Linked DNA regions of Gossypium hirsutum: region 2 is linked to region 1. Evidence: chromatin contacts called from public Hi-C data. All regions are on one chromosome and are shown on one strand. Each heading gives the region's core, a stretch centred on a gene start, on an enhancer-like site or on the middle of the called end of the contact. The rest is flanking DNA. Distances are from core to core; before and after follow the strand shown. Region 1 has its middle 16 kb from the start of LOC107901095. Region 2 holds the start of LOC107901093 (WD repeat-containing protein VIP3).

Region 1 (4,693 bases), core at 2,070-4,569:
TACCCTTTCTACATCACCCTCCCCATCAGCTTCTCCCCCTTCAGCATCACCCTCCCCATCAACTTGTACCCCTTCAACTTCACCCTTCCCATCAGCTTCTACTCCTTCAAAATCACTTTCTCCAGCACTCAATAGTAACATATCATCTTCAAAATCACTCTCCCCAACAACCAATAGTAACATATCTCCCTCATGTTTAACATATAGGTTAATCTCCTTAAACTTAACTCAAAAGTCTAACATAGCTATTGTGGAAGTGTCATCATAAATCACCCTGAGATTATTTTACAACCCTACTGTACCAGGCTCATGAAAATATATTAACATGACCATGTGAAACCCTAACCCAATTTTCACTATTTTACATAATTCAAAATAGGATATTACGTCTGGGTCCTCTTTAAGCGTAATCACTTCCCCACTTACATATCTATCATATGGATCCTTTACAAAGTGCCCACCCACATGCAAAATAAGGTGATATTTCTCATCCCATGAAATTCGCAACCATAAACAAACAATTTACTCAGCAAAAACCAACTAAAAACCAAAATCCAAAACAAGACCACTTCTTTGAATACAGCAACAAGCACTAAGACATTACTAAAAGTAAACAATAGAACATAGTAGGCATCCTGCCTTTTCGATATCCAAACATATTTGAAAAGCTTTTTGCTTGGAATTATTGTTTTTCTATGTAGTTTGATCCCTACATTTTATACCCACTATCACATAAAAAATCGACAACACTAACAATTTTCAACCACCACTATTGTTAAAAAAAACCTATTTTTATGGCAATTGAAACTACAGCAGACAATAACCATAACATTTTTTACTTTGGGTATCTAAATTATACCAAATTAAAAATAAATAAATAACCATAACATTTTCCCAAAAAACCCAATCAATAATCACCTACCTTTCAATTTGGGTTACGAAGTCTGCCCTAATCATATCAATCTTTGCCCCCTCCTTCCCCTGAGATTTCTTTTGCAATCAAACTCTTTTGTTGTCGCGATTTTCTTGAATATTGGAAATTGTTGAAGCTTTTTTTTTATCGTAAGAGTTTTAAGGATTCAACGACGATTTGGGAATTACAGTTTTTAGGGATTTCATGATTTGGGATTTATAATTTTTTGGGGTAATTTGGGATTTCACGATTTGGGGTTATTTTTTAGATTATTTATTTCTTTTTAATTTTATATTTAATTATTTTCTTGACACATCATCTTCAACTTGGCACGCCACATAAATAGTTTTATTGATCGGCGCTTGACTAACGGTCAACTGACGTTTCCCATTAAAATTGGACTGAATTGTGAAAAAATCGTTATGTTAGGGGCCACAATAAATTAAAGGTCAATGCAACAAAACCAAAAACCCCTAAACGTTGAGAGTATTTTTTGCAATTATGACATATTTTTTGGGGATAGAGGTAGCTCATAGTTCTTTGGGTATATTTCTTTGTCAAAGGAAATACGCACTTAATATTATTTCAGAGATGGGTTTTTTGGGAGCAAAGCCCGCAGGACTCCTAATAGAGCAAAATCATAGATTGGCACATGCTATAGGGGCGGTTTTAACTGATCCTGAGTTGTACAGATGGTTAATGGATCGTTTGATTTTTTTGGTAGTGACCAGACCTGATTTAGCATACTCGGTTCATGTATTATCTTAGTTTATAGGCAGGAGCATTGGGACACAACTCTACGGGTTGTCCAATACTTAAAGGCTATATTGGCCAAGGAGTTTTATTAAGATCTGATAGTGATTTGTCCTTAAAGGGGAGCTGTGATTCATATTAGCTACTTGTCTGTCAACTCGGCATTCACTTACTGGCCAGCTTGTATTTTTGGGGTAATCTCCTATTTCCTGAAAACCTATGAAACAACATATTGCTTCCTATTCTTCCGCTGAGGATGAGTATAGGTCTATGGCTTCCGTCACTTGTGAGTTCAAGTAACTAAAGGCCTTGCTATTGAGCTTAGGTGTTCATCATCCTAAAGCTATTTTTTTTGTGATAGTCAATTTGCGTTGCATATTGTACAGAATCTTGTATTTCACGAGCATACTAAACATATTGAATGGATTGTCACTTTGCTAGGGATGCAATCCAGGATAAGTTGATTGCACCTTCTTTTGTCCTGGCCTCAGTTCAATTGGCTAACATTTTTACAAAGGTGCTTGATAAATTGCAATTTGAATAGCTTCTCAACAAGTTCAGCATTTATGATCTGCATGCTCGAACTTGAGTGGGGTGTTAGGATATTATTATTGGGATATATTTAAGGAATACATTATTATGGGATATTATCTTTTTTAAATATATTATATATCTTTTAGGCATATATTTAAGAATATATTATATATCTTTCCTATAAATATTATGTATACATTTAAGGTTTATGAATAAAATGAGATTACCTTATTCTTGTCTATATTTAAATATTCCTAAAAGATATCCCACAATAATAATAATAATAATAATAATAATAATAATATCCTTAACACATTTAAATGTCATTTATTTGATAAAACAAAACAAAATAAAAGTCAATTCCATCTCTAATAATCCTCTCAATCACCTTCGCCAGAACAATTTTTTCGCCGTTAGACTCGTCAGGAGCCTCACCGAATTCTTCTTCTTCTTGACAACCCTCACTTCTTTCTGATCAGGTTGCTCGTTCGTCACCTTCCTCTTCGAGAGTAGTCCGTTTCGACTATGGACAAAGAAGCTGAGGTGAAAAAACAATGGTACGACAGTGAGAGCGGAACCGTTGCGGAGCTGGAAATAGAGAAACATACGGAGGGCATTCCCATTCCCCAAGATTTAACAATCTCTTGAGCCATGCCTCTTGGCAGCATAAACATTTCCTATTACTAGCAAAATTGATAAATCCACACCTGCATAGAGAATATCAATATTACCAGAAGCATGAAGGGATCAAACTTAAAAATTTTGCAAAGCAGAAGCTTACCAAACAAAAATATAAAAATCTCTCTAAATCCATGACATGTATTCCACCAGCTATATTTAAATTTGTTTTATTGTGATGGAATTTCAAACGGCTCCGTTTGGTCCCTTTACTTACCATCTTGTTGATTTTCAATTTTTTTTCTTCTTTTCCCCTCTTGTCCCGCACACAAATTGGAAAACATTGGTCATAGTGAAACTTTTATATGTTTGAAAACTGAAGAGCAAATATAACACTATTCCCAGCTCCGTTTCTGCAACAGTTCCACTCCCACTATTGCACCGTTTTTTCCACCTCAGCTTCTCTGTCCATGGCCGCAACGAACTACGTTCAGAACAGGAGGTGACAGACGAGCTACTCACCCAAAAACAAGAAAGGTTTGTTCGAAAGAAGAAGAATACGACGACACCGCCAGCAAATCCGACGACGAAAAACTAAAAGATTACTAGAGATGGAATTGGTTTTTACTTTGTTTAGTTTTTATCAAATAAATGACATGAAAAATATAATAAATTCCAAAATCCTTACCATCAAGCTAACAGCCACATCAGTGGTGCAGCATTAATTAATTAAAGATTACTAAAATCATTAATAATAAGAGTATTATTTTTTACACATGTTTTAGCACATATTTTAGTATGAGTTAGTAATAAATTAATTCAATTAATGATATTTAACTATTTTCATGACTTACTTTTAGCAATAAAAAGACAAGAATTTTTACTTATCTTTCTAATTTCAAGCTTAAATTTGTAGGAATTATTTTTTATTTTATATCTAACTATTGTAATACATGTATTAATAATACAGTAACCAAATGAGAAGATTCCTAAGAAATAAAGTATGGAAAAATGTCTTGCTTTGTGGTCTACAGACAATGTCATGGAAGTTTTGTATGATAGAAATCTGCCCTTGAATCATCGCAATTGGCTCAATTCTGCGTTGAACTAACGATTGCAGGTACAAAGTATGGGCCTTTTTTTAATTCAGTCACCAAAAAATTAATACTTGACAACCACAAAAATGCAAAATAAAGCCCACATATTATTGGTTGAAACTTCCCTGCATTTCAATACACAAGTATTTCAAGGTAAAACACTTGAGTGTATATTTCCATCCCCGCAGCAGAATTTCCCAGCATAACTAGACCTTTACAAGCTTAAACAGAACTGAGAAACAGGCTCACAATTAATTGTCAGGGTCGATTTCTTTTCCAAGGAAAATTTTATAAATATTTAAAGGTCATATGAATGCAAATTGGGAGGGCAGTCTCTGCTTAGTTACTAATATGATGAATGAACAAAGGAAACAACCCAACCTCCACAATTTCCTCCTTTTGTTTTGCGACTTGATTATCGAACCACATCATACAGGAACAATTTCTTTTGTTTTGCAACTTGATTTTCAAACCACGACATACAGGAATGATTCCAAGAAACTGAACAAAATTAGTTAAAAACGATAGTCATCCCTAACCATACACTCAGAAGCACTGCAAAGCAGGACGCCAGATCAAAGTTCTCAACAAGTAAATACCAGAAGCACCTCAGAATCATTTCGCCCCTACTGTGGTAACCAAACAAGGTGTGCAATTTTTACGCAAAAGAATCTCAAGTTTCTAATGAATTCAGCAATGCTTAAACATGATAACTGAAGAGGCCAATATATGAACAATTAAACCAAATACCAGCAAGCAGCTTGAGTTACAATGATAG
Region 2 (4,291 bases), core at 701-3,200, 110 kb before region 1:
AATCACAAGACAGGTTTCTTCATGGTTGAAAGGAACCTTCCTCCATGCAAGTCTGCCAAAATTTTACTTCTCTTTTCAATGAAAAAACGAGACAGCACAAAATCAAAAGCCAAGTTTCATACAGCTAAACATGTAGCAACATCAAGTAACGAAAATGCTCCTTAATGTTATTAATTTCAATAAGTCATCAATACTTCAGGAACAATGATACAACGATATACTCTTGTCATCTGACACACTAGCAAGGCGACCCCCTCCACCAGGTCGAAACGCCACAGCCCAGACTTGATCTGTGTGATTACTCATTGTCTGTATAGCTGCTCTCATCTTAAAATCCCATAGTCTTACAGTTTTGTCACTTGAGCCAGTTGCAATAGCCTCACCATCGGGGCTTACATCCACACTCAACACCCAGCTAGAATGACCTGACATTGCCCCAATTATAGCTTTCCCCTCAGCATCATAGACATGCACATGACCATCATCAGATGCTGAGTACAGCTTCCGTCCATCAGGTTCAGGAGAAAACACAAGAGACCTAACCGGCATGTAATGGCCTTCAAGGTGATGTAGAAATTTGGCACGAGGTACATCAAAAATGGAAATTGTGCCATCAATTGAGCCACAAGCAAGTCGTCGTCCATCAGGACTCCATGCAACGGATAGTACAAACTTCTTGCTACTGCTTTTATCAGAGGGCTTCGGTCCTTCAGGACGAGGGACTGATAAAGTTGAAACCAACCTCCATGTTGCAGTGTCCCACAGCTTGATTGATGCACTACCCCCACCAGCAACAGCAAGTGTTGTACCCTAATTTTGAAAGCCACCCAAAACAAATTCTAAAAAAGCCCTTAAGAGTGTAAAAGACATTCAGCATAGCACCTAATTCACAAATTATCATCGCGAAAATTATTCATCATTAAGTAGTAGGAATGATACTAAAATAAGACTACAAGCAAAACTGAAAAGATATTAATATTTTATCATTAAATCCCAGGGAAGTTCAACAAAGACAAATAGAGATAATTTATCATGACAAAAGTAGCAAACACAAACCGATAGATTAATGCAAAGCAAGCCTCTTGGAGATAATTTTGTTAACATGAGGTTACCAGGAAAAGTGATATAACATGTTGGAAAGAGTGCATTTGCCAATTACCAAGCTTAACTTCATTTAACGTAATGTTCCAATTGTAATGGCTACAATAACAATTCCATTCATTACAATGGAATACTCGATTTTGCCTGCGCTACTCTATTAGATTCTGATTGAGGCATCCATCATTATTTTGAATTTCTTTCATTGAATGAACACTTCATTTAATACTAAATTGTATCTTTATCAGTGGCCTTCAAATTTAATATTCAAATAATTCATAAATTAATCAATTTCCATAATTAAAATAGTTGCTCACTTGAAGAAAAAGAGCAAAATAAGAAATAAAAAGCGCTTACCTTGGGATCGAATTGCATTTGCCAGACCTCGGAAGGCGGAGCTTCGAGAGTGGCAATAGTGGCGTTGGTGTCAATGTCAAACACGCGAACCAAACTGTCGAGCGAGGCGGAGGCAGCGATGACACCTGAAGGATGGGCAGCCACCGAAACGACGCCGAGGCAGTGACCGGTGTTGGTGCGCACGAGCTCGAGCTCGTCGGGCCTCCACAGCTTGACGGTTTCGTCGAGTGAGCCGGTTAAGAGAAGGGGCGGGCGGGAGTTGGTGGCGGGAACCCATGTTGCAGTCCAAACCGACTCATCGTGGGCGTTTTCCACGGATTTGAGGCCCGCCAGTTTCATTGATTTCGCCATTTGTAGCAGGTAGCTGATTTTGCAAGTAAAAATGAAGTGTAAAAAAGTTTGGGTTTTTTGGGGAGTTTTGAGATTTCCTTTCTGGAGATCCGATTTGTTGGATTTGTGATGTGGAAGAAGGATTGGAAATTGGATTGCAGTGGTTATAGGTATAGGGCCTTATTAGATTTGGGCTATACATATAAGATCCATGACAATATAACAGGCCTACTCATACCTACACTTATTATTTAAAGTTTTTATTTAATTTAAAAAATATATATTACTGACGGCAGTAACTCAATTGTAAAATTACCAAAAATTTAATATTTTTATAAAACAATAAGTATAATTGAAGGTATTTTTATCGATAATAGTAGCACAAAACCTTTTTATTATATTCTAGATTGCATTTTAGCCCCTTCTACTTAAAGATGGGTACATTAACTCGTTTACGTTAAATGAGTGAGCAAAAAAAAAACCCCTCCGTTAAAATTGCACTGATAAATGTTTGTTTTAGTGTTTATATATAAGTTATAATAACAAATTTTAGCTCTCAACCTTTACACATTTATTCAATTTGACCCATACTCTTTTATTGGAAGTGAATTAGAAATTTTTGAAACTAGTAAGGCTAAAGGATCCAAAAGGCCTTAGTAACAAATTAAAAAAAAATTAAGCCCTTTTAAAATTTAAAAATTATTAAATATTTATAAACAAAATTTATAAAAAAAAGTTATAATTTTTTTATTAAAAAATAACAATACCATTTAATTTAAAAAATAATAACTACACTGTGAATGTAATCAAATAGGAAAATAAATACTTTTACCTTGCCACCAGAGGGTATTCAATGGAGGCTCTTGTAATTGGGGTAAGGAATGGTACTTTATACCAAGCCTAGGATTGCAACAACGTTATACAACCCTCCATGGCTCCATCTGGCCTACCCTATCTAATGCACCTCGACACATCTCCCAGTATGAGAATGTAAGGACAACTGAACCCTAACTGCAGCCTCTACATTACTCTAGATTAGCTATCACTGGGAGATATGCCACGTGAACCAAATTACTAGATTTGTCCGACATTCATGGCCTCATCATGTCATGATACAATTCGACGACATCGGAATTGGCCCAAGCATGAGGGGCCCAAGTGCAAAATGAAGTTTTAATTTCAGTTTGTTAATATAATTGCTGGAATAAAGAGTTAACTCGGTTCTAGTTAGTTAATTAAATTAGTTTAAGGTTTCATAATTATGACATGGTTTGAACATCAATAACTTTAGTTTTAAATATGTCATAACCTGAGCATTTTAAATATGTCTTAAGTTTATTAATCTTGTCTTATTTTGTACAGCTTTATTATGTGCTTTAATTTGGTCTTAGTTCAGACGTTTTAATTGTGTCTATTGTTTAGACAAATTAAATTGTGTCTAAATTAAGTCTTTGATTGTATTTAAACCGAGTATTAATTTTGTCTTGTAGGTTGAATGCATTGGCTGCTCATTAACAGATTCAATGGACATCATTTAAGGAAATCATGCATCTGGACATGCATGCACCAAGAAGCTGTTGTTTGCTCTCTCCCAATCACCTCTTCGTGGAAGCCAATGGTCAAGAGTTTCCTCACTTGATTAAACAACTGAATAATTTCAGTTCACACCTAAGTGTCCACCCAATTTTGACTGTTCACACCTGGTGGCTGTTTGTGCACCACAACCAGCAATAAATCAATGATGCTTGTTCGGCTACCCAAGAATGTTTAATTCATGTTCATACATCTTAGATGATCAGATACTTGCATGATTTAGCTAACTTCCAAGTTCATCTAGCTGACCACTCGGGAAATGCAAAGACCATGGTTGTTGGCGTCTTCCAAGCTTAGAAACATTCAAGGGAAATCATTGTTCAATTTAATTGGCAGCCAGCTCAATTAAGCTGATTCAGAATTTGTCCATTCGGTTGGATCTTGTATCAGCCTATAAATATTTGATCCAAAGAATGTAATCAGAACTTTTTGCACCTTTTATGAATTTAAAACAAATTGTGAGTTATTCAACTCTTTGTTCTTTTGTGACTCAATTGAATTATGTAGCTAAGTCTAGTGGCGTCAATCTGATTCATTCTAAACTTATCACTTCCAGCAAGTGTGGCGTTCATCCTTATACTGTTTGGTTCCTATGTTTTTAGATAGAGGGTCACGGTTTGTTATTTTTAGCCAATTCCTTCACTAAGTGTTGACATAAGAATCGAGTCAATATCCATCTATAATATTGGTTCATTTTTCAACCTTAATTTTAAACTCAACTTAGCCAAATTATCCATCTAACACCCCTTTGAAAACTGACCATCTTGAAACCATTTCAAAATTAGCCTTCAATTGCGATACTACTTAATTTGCGATTGGGAACATTCGCAACTCGTAATCAACTCCGAGCAAGAGTTTGCATCATTTCCTCTTATCAAGCGCAGAACATATACTTTTTTAGTTGCCTCAAAAT

Evidence for each region. A called contact is a pair of places that touch in the nucleus more often than the background predicts.
Region 2: a Hi-C map of leaf shows a contact between it and region 1, with 4 times the contacts expected there. The contact joins the promoter of LOC107901093 here to the enhancer-like site in region 1. A contact is called at or near these places in 9 of 34 Hi-C or Micro-C datasets (anther, hypocotyl, leaf and 1 more).

Annotation. Positions count from the first base shown.
Region 1 is chrD06:13,886,682-13,891,374 of Gossypium_hirsutum_v2.1, reverse strand. No RefSeq gene overlaps it. Among protein-coding and RNA genes, the nearest start is that of LOC107901095, 16 kb to the right of the region's middle. Within about 2 kb of position 3,319, at least 3 of the 9 cell types and tissues checked have an H3K27ac peak or open chromatin away from gene starts, as enhancers often do.
Region 2 is chrD06:13,994,498-13,998,788 of Gossypium_hirsutum_v2.1, reverse strand. It overlaps LOC107901093 (WD repeat-containing protein VIP3), which reads right to left and starts at 1,950. Exons shown (of 2, transcript XM_016826960.2): 1 at 1,456-1,950; 2 at 1-810. The coding sequence starts at 1,806. The coding sequence ends at 196.